Regions from separate parts of the Salmo salar genome. Here region 1 is linked to region 2. A link is a contact called in public Hi-C data. All regions are on one chromosome and are shown on one strand. The core of a region is the stretch at or near the end of the contact, and the rest is flanking DNA. Distances in the headings are between cores, read along the strand shown.

Region 1 (3,808 bases), core at 1,141-3,640, 150 kb after region 2:
CTGGTAGACTGGTAGACTAGGGCCAGTGGGTTTACCTGTAGTAGGAGAGGGGCCGAGGGCTGGTAGACTGGTAGACTAGGGCCAGTGGGTTTACCTGTAGTAGGAGAAGGGCCGAGGGCTGGTTGACTAGGGCCAGTGGGTTTACCTGTAGTAGGAGAGGGGCCGAGGGCTGGTTGACTAGGGCCAGTGGGTTTACCTGTAGTAGGAGAGGGGCCGAGGGCTGGTAGACTAAGGCCAGTGGGTTTACCTGTAGCAGGAGAGGGGCCGAGGGCTGGTTGACTAGGGCCAGTGGGTTTACCTGTAGTAGGAGAGGGGCCGAGGGCTGGTAGACTCATAGACTAGGGCCAGTGGTAGTAAATGTACCAGATGGTATCATTCTTTAGAGCTGGTCCAAACAGAGGGTTGAGCTGGGCCAGGATCGCTATCAGCCAGCTGAAAACATACAACACATACTAATGATTACACAACTACACATCTCTGTCATGGCTTCAATTATGTGTAATGGCTTTGTTTGTGCTCCCCAGGAAGAATAGGAGCATTTAAGGCATCTGATGGGGATCTAAATGAAGAATAAAGATACTTGTGCATGTCTTTCACTTTTAGACATTCTTGTTCTACCCTATAGTAATGGACAAACATGACAGCAGGGTCAGCTATAATAGAGGAAAACAACTAAGTGCTCAGTACAGCAGACTAGTTTCTTCCCTCAGCTGCTGTGGAGACTATCCCCATTACATGGTCTGCACTGGCCCCTGGTGGAGATATGGCAAAATAACATGACACGGTTATCTGCTCGCCTAACAACTTTGAAAGCTAAATAATTAACTATGAAATGAAATGGCATCTCAGGACTAACAGGTTATATTGAATGGGATCATTACCTACCGTACAAGTAACAAGTGTACTCTGGGATCATTTAACTACAATACTCTGGGATCATTTAACTACAATACTCTGGGATCATTTAACTACAATACTCTGGGATCATTTAACTACATTACCCTGGGATCATTTAACTACAATACCCTGGGATCATTTAACTACAATACCCTGGGATCATTTAACTACAATACTCTGGGATCATTTAACTACCGTACAAGCAACAGGTGTACTCTAGGCCTACACTTATTTTCTCTAACCGGCAAAACCGACCATGATCAACTTTCAGCTTGTCTACATTTGTGACAGACTGGTAAGCACTATGTATTGATGTTGGGGCATTGAAATCGAGCTGCAATTGGAGAATAACCTAAGGGTAAAGTGTTCTCTCTCTGTGCCTATGTGGGACATATGCATAGCACATAACTATCTCCAAATATAAGCTAATAGTCCAGTTTCACACTTTCATGGAAAGCAACTTAGCTAGGCCCAACATTATGCATGATGCAAGACTCAAACACACAACACTGGGGTGTAATCAATACGAGTTTCTAGTCAACAAATTCAGGTAGGTCCCTCACAGTTTTGTTCCGTTTGCTCTGTTTGGTTCATAAACAGTAAACGGTTTCCGTAATGAATACACCCCTGATGTTGCCTGCCTGCACCTTGTGCCAACCAACTGAGCCAAATAAATATAAGAAGGGCCCTCAGTGATACTGTGAAATATTCTGCTACATTCCTGAGAGGACTATACTTACAACAGGTAGCAGCAGACAGCAGTTAGCACCAACATTGTAACTATCACTCTGTGGGGGGGGAGAGAGAGGCATTATTCCACTGGGCCAAAACATTACTACAAAGTAGTAACAAGACATTAGGCTATACATTTGTACCACTACAAAAAACATGACTCATATCTATGGTTTATTATGACGCGTGTTCATTTCTCAGATGTACTACTAGACCTAGTTCATGCAGATAGGGCTTCATCATGCCAACTTGAGTCACCTGCAAGTGACAGAGCAGATGGGCACTAGACATGGACTGGGGAAGTTCCAAAATGACATCTTGATTTGTCTATATTCCATTACATTTTTATCCAACAAGGACAAAGAAGTTTAAAAACATTGTCAAATGTTAAAGTTTATTCTAGTTAAAACTAGAGCTTACTACTAACTTTTCTTGTTAGCAACATGTAAGTTAGCTAGATAGTGTTTTTCTATCATGTTAGCTAGCTAATATACTTACCCTCTGTTCGGTCCTTTGGGGATAAACCACGGCACAACTCCACCAATAATCCCCCAAAACAGAGTCATTACCGACATGGGAATTACAAAACTAAGCGCCGCCATGTCTGTCTTTGTAAATAGCTTTAAAAGTAGAGAAAGTAAACGTATACACTTGGCAACGCGACTCAACGCCAAAATAGCGAAGTGTTGCCGGACTAGGAAGTATGGATCACATGATGTCGCCACAGTAAACTGGGCGTGTGGCGGTAGCAAAAGAGTTTCATAAACTGATCCTAGACCAGTGTTTTCTCGAGGAAACTGATCCTATGGGAACATTTTGTTTTTGTAGGGTTTTTGGATAAACGCCGAAAATAAGGTCTGTGGTAACACAGGCTTATATCTTATACATTTTGTTCTATGAGATAGGCGTCATCACCTAACGTTACTTTTTGTGAATTTTGAAGCATTTACGTAATAAAAACACAAAGAACATAAAAGGCTTAATAATTCATAAAATAAATGTTAACTGGCTGATATTATCTCATAGAAACAAAAAGTATAAGATCTCCTAAACCTCAAAACTCTATTCTTTCCACATTCATTTTCCACATAGGAATGGCTGAACGAACCAGAGATATATTTTCCGGTTTTTAGGACTACAAGCTGACGAGCTCTATTCTCTCTTCGTTATTACACGAAGTCTAAAGCCATCCAACTATTTCATTCATGCAAACCTTTACATTTTCCTTGGCTAAAGCTTGGGTTTGTATAGGCAAAACACTGCCCGTTTAGTGCTAAATTAACAGTCCAGTGCTAAATTGATACGGTTTAACATTTAGATTAGATCATGATATCAGGGGATACAGATGATCCTAAATCAGCACTCATACAGTAACCACGTTTCCATCCACACTTTTTATGCGAATAAAGTCAAAACTTATTAAAACCAAGAAGTGTTGGTACAATCTTATTGGTACAATCTTGGTACAATCTTCGTCAGACGGAGGTGTCTTTTCGTGTCGGTAAAATGTGTTATGCGACAAATTGCGGTGGAAACCTTTTTATGCGCAAATATTGATATACCATCATATCGAACTAAACTTGTCAAGCGATGGCATGTTGTGTGGTCCTCCCACTACAACTCGGGAAAGCATGCTCCCGAGTGGCACAGCGGTAAAACATTGCATCTCAGTGCTGTGTCACTAAAGACACTGGTTCGATTCCAGGCTGTATCACAACCGGCCCTGATTGGGAGTCCCATAGGGCGGCGCACAATTGGCCCAGCGTCGTCCGGGGTATGCCGTCAATGTAAATATTTTTTACTGACTTGCCTAGTTAAATAACATTTGGCTAGATTAAATACATTATGAACTTCACAGGGGGTGGTGAAAGTGCACGATGATATTGATGCTCCTATTCAATAAATATCAATGGTCTTAATCTAGTGACATGATCGATGTTTGAAAAACAGTCTTGCACTTATCCATAATAATCTCAATATGTAGACTAGCCAACCCACACAGTATCTGTGAGTGCAGGTGCCAAGACCAGAGTAGGCACATTTGCTATTTAACGCAAGTTTGACAAAACTATCCGTAGAGTTCAAAATGTGATGTAAACACATTGAACTTTTGATTTTTATTCAGGACATGAAAACGTAATTGGAAAAGAAAATTGTGTGCACAAAGATTGTGAACCAT
Region 2 (3,723 bases), core at 553-3,052:
TCCTCGGGAAGGATTCCATCCAGCTCCCCTAGGCCACCTCCGGCCTCTTGCTGCCCAGGGGAGACGGCCTGCGGCTGGGCCTTCTCCTGCAGGTCCTGGAGGTCCAGGGCTTTGGACTTGTCGGAGTCAAGGATCTCATCCTGCATGTTACTGTGGGGTGTTACGGAGGGGAACAGCCAGGCGCTACCCCCTCCATTGGTGGCCGAGGTGCTGTTGACGAATGAAGGGGGGCTGGGGGGGTTGGCGGGGTGATTGAGGTGGGGGGCTGGGGTTGGAGGTGAGGAGGGATCCTCACAGGGAAAGCAGACTTGTTGCCACTGCCGTTATTCTTCACCAGGACTCCGAAGCCGTAGTCGTCCATTTATGAATCCCGGGGTAAAGCCGATGTTTCCTCCTCAACTTGGTTCTTCTTATCTCAGTGTCTTCTAGGCCTATTTCCTACTGTATAACATGGGGAGGGAAGGAGAGGAGTGCGGGAGAGAGGGAGGAATTGAAGGGAGAAAGGGGGTGAGGGAGAGGACAGGAGTGAAGGCATGCGCGAGAAAGCAAGGGGAGGGAAAGGTGATGTAGGGAAAACAGTGGGTGAGGTAAAAAGGGGGAGATGGGTGAGAAGCGGACTAGACAGGGTCGAGGGAGGGGGAGAGAGGGTCGAGGGAGGGGGGGAGAGAGGGTCGAGGGAGGGGGGAGAGAGGGTCGAGGGGGGGAGACAGGGGGGGACATAAATACAAAGGCTATCATTCCACAATTTGATCCTACAGGCCATCCAAAACAACACCAGCCTTGCCAACTGCAGTGACTTTGCTGCAACTGCAGACTGCTAGTGATGTAACAATGAGATTAAATCATTGACTCGCTCAGCCACAGTAGGCCAAGACTACATGATAAAATAACAGACTTAGCATAGCAGTAGCACTAGCAGGCCACAACAGAAAACACCTGAGTTAACCTGCGTAGGTTAGCTGCGGTAGAAGCACATAGCACCAAGCAGGCTGGCTACGCTATTAGTTGACGTTTCTCTTCCCAAAGGTCGTTATGTGGCTAGCAAGCTAACAGCTGCTGCATTGGGCTCCATGTGCCCTGTCAATCAAACACATTATGATCATCAGTGTTGGTCTATATGAGGTCTATATGCAGTGTGGTGTGTGTCTATGCCCGTGCGTTAAAATGAAGGTAAATACACCAACACCTACCGAATATCTAGATTTTTTTCTGCAATGACCTCCTCCGTCGCGACCAGTTAAAGAAGAAAATACTGGTGACGTTTCTTGTCTATGCTGAATCTAGGGTAGCCTAGTTCCCCGTATACAAGCCGCTAGGCTAGGGTAATAGCCGACAAGCTACTACAGTAGATACATTGTAGCCGAGCAATCGAAGCAGATAGGCAACAATGTCGATGACAAATGAAACAATGTATCCGAAAATTCAACCGACAGCGATACACGGGCTGGATCTGCGGTGATATTGGTATTAAATGGTGTGTGTATCTTTAAACGACCTCGTCGGTTTCGTGTCCTGTGTGTTCAATGTCATAGCTTAGCACCAATCGTTGTCGTCATAATTTTTGTGCAATTCTAAACTACGGGTATAAACATGAGTGCATTTCTCTGGTACGACATTACATTTCTGTAACGGATTCTATATCGTGCATTATGTACCTCTAAATTGTCGTCATGTCCTTATGGTTCCTAGATGTTGCCATATTTCATCTTTTTTCAATTTTCTGCATTTCCAAGTCAACCGGTACGAATGGTCTCTTCTAGTCGATGACAGCTGGGCCAGTAGGGAGACACTTCCGACTCATAACCCCGCCCCCTCCTCCAACTCCCACCCACAGACTGCAAGGGTTTCCCTCTGCGGCCTCGCCCCTTTCCACAGATGAATGGCGTTTAATTGGATATGTGTGGGTAAACCACACCCATCTCACGCCTTTTCAATGAAATAGCACTGCGTTCAAGACGTTCTCAGCCCAAATAAGGATGTTGAGAAATTCATGGGTGGAGTTCCACATGCAGGCAAATAATGCACAAAATTCAAACTAGATGTATTTTATACATTCAGTACTCCCTGCATTTAAAAATCTAGTCAGTCAAGACTTCTGTGTGATATTCATCTATGATTAAACGGGTTTATTAAACACATTTAAACACAAGAAAAAGGCAAGATAAGAGGCCAATCTTGACTCAGCAAGCACATTTTGTTCCTTTGAAGTTTCCTATTGGTTGTGGGAATGAAGTCATACATTTCCTGACGGTAAAACTGAACTTTTTTAAACATTCTGAGAACTGAAAGTTTTCATTAATGTTCTGAGAACGGAAATTCTAGGTTATTTGAAGGTAACAAAATAATGTTCTGAGGACATGTTTCAACAAGACAGCTAGCATAGGTTAACTGTTTTGGCACCTAAAACCCTCACAAGCTTTTAAAGATGCACAACTGACAGCCTCCTGCCGGGCTGTATCCCCGCCTGGTAACAACTGCACCGCCCGCAACCGCAGGGTTCTCGAGAGGGTGGTGTGGTCTGCCCAACGTATCACCGGGGGCAAACTACCTGCCCTCCAGGACACCTACAGCACCCAATGTCACAGGAAGGCCAAAAAGATCATCAAGGACAACAACCACTGCCTGTTCACCCCGCTATCATCCAGAAGGCGAGGTTGGTACAGGTGCATCAAATCTGGGACTGAGAGACTGAAAAACAGCTTCTATCTCAAGGCCATCAGACTGTTAAATAGCCATCACTAGCGCATTAGAGGCTGCTGCCCTATATACATAGACTTGAAATCACTGACCATTTTATAATGGAACACTAGTCACTTTAATAGTGTTTACATATTTTGCATTACTCATCTCATATATACTGTATTCTATCCTACTGTATGTTAGTCTATGCCGCTCTGACACTGCTCGTCCAAATATTTATATATTCTTAATTCCGTTACTTTAGATTTGTGTGTATTGTTAGATATTACTGCACTGTTGGAGCTAGAAACGCAAGCATTTTGCTACACCTGCTAAATACGTGTATGTGACCAATACAATTTGAACTCCAAGCACAGATAGGACACATTGAAATTCATTTGCTTAGCCATTAATCATGCAAACACATGTATTTTTTATTGTGGCACAGCGTCAGTGTCAGTGAGACTTGAACTTATGTTCTCTATCCATGGAGTTACTCCACTGCGCCACAAGGATGGAGCTAGCATGTCATGTTTCATTTTAGTCTATTCAAACAGACCCCATTTCAAGGGAAACATACACTCATTAAGATCAGGTGTGGGCGCGGCCAACACACCTGAACACACTCAAAAAGATAGAGGATAGAGAGATTGTTGTTGATGCTGAGAACGGAATGTGTATGTTTTTAAATAATGTTATTAGAACATTCTCTGAACGTTACTAAAGTTTTCTTGTGGTTTTTATAGAACGTTTTCTAAACGTTCTCGGAACAATTTGAGAACATGACTTTAAGTAGAACAATGAGAAAACCTGTAGGAAACGTTATACTGAAGTACTGAAATTCACAAAGAAGAAGGTTGTTTCTTAACGTTCTCAGAACAACGTGAGAACATTCCCAATGTCAAACCAGTTTTAGAACATTCCTAGAACATGACCAAAATTGAAATCAAATGTAACCATGATTGAACTTTTAGGAAACGTTCTGTTAAAGTAATGAAATACCAAGAAAATAACAGCATTTTGTCAAGTTCCTTAACTGTGCTG

The links. Hi-C and Micro-C count contacts between places; a contact is called where the count stands out from the background.
Region 1: a Hi-C map of blood shows a contact between it and region 2, with 4 times the contacts expected there. The contact joins the promoter of atp6v0e1 here to the promoter of LOC106604296 in region 2. A contact is called at or near these places in 2 of 3 Hi-C or Micro-C datasets (blood and gill).

The regions. Positions count from the first base shown.
Region 1 is chrssa05:13,963,111-13,966,918 of Ssal_v3.1, forward strand. atp6v0e1 (ATPase H+ transporting V0 subunit e1) reads right to left here and starts at 2,391. Exons shown (of 4, transcript XM_045717917.1): 1 at 2,128-2,391; 2 at 1,638-1,685; 3 at 299-432. The coding sequence starts at 2,231. The coding sequence ends at 339.
Region 2 is chrssa05:13,815,174-13,818,896 of Ssal_v3.1, forward strand. It overlaps LOC106604296 (cytoplasmic polyadenylation element-binding protein 4), which reads right to left and starts at 1,803. Exons shown (of 13, transcript XM_045717915.1): 1 at 1,656-1,803; 2 at 266-617; 3 at 1-263. The coding sequence starts at 361.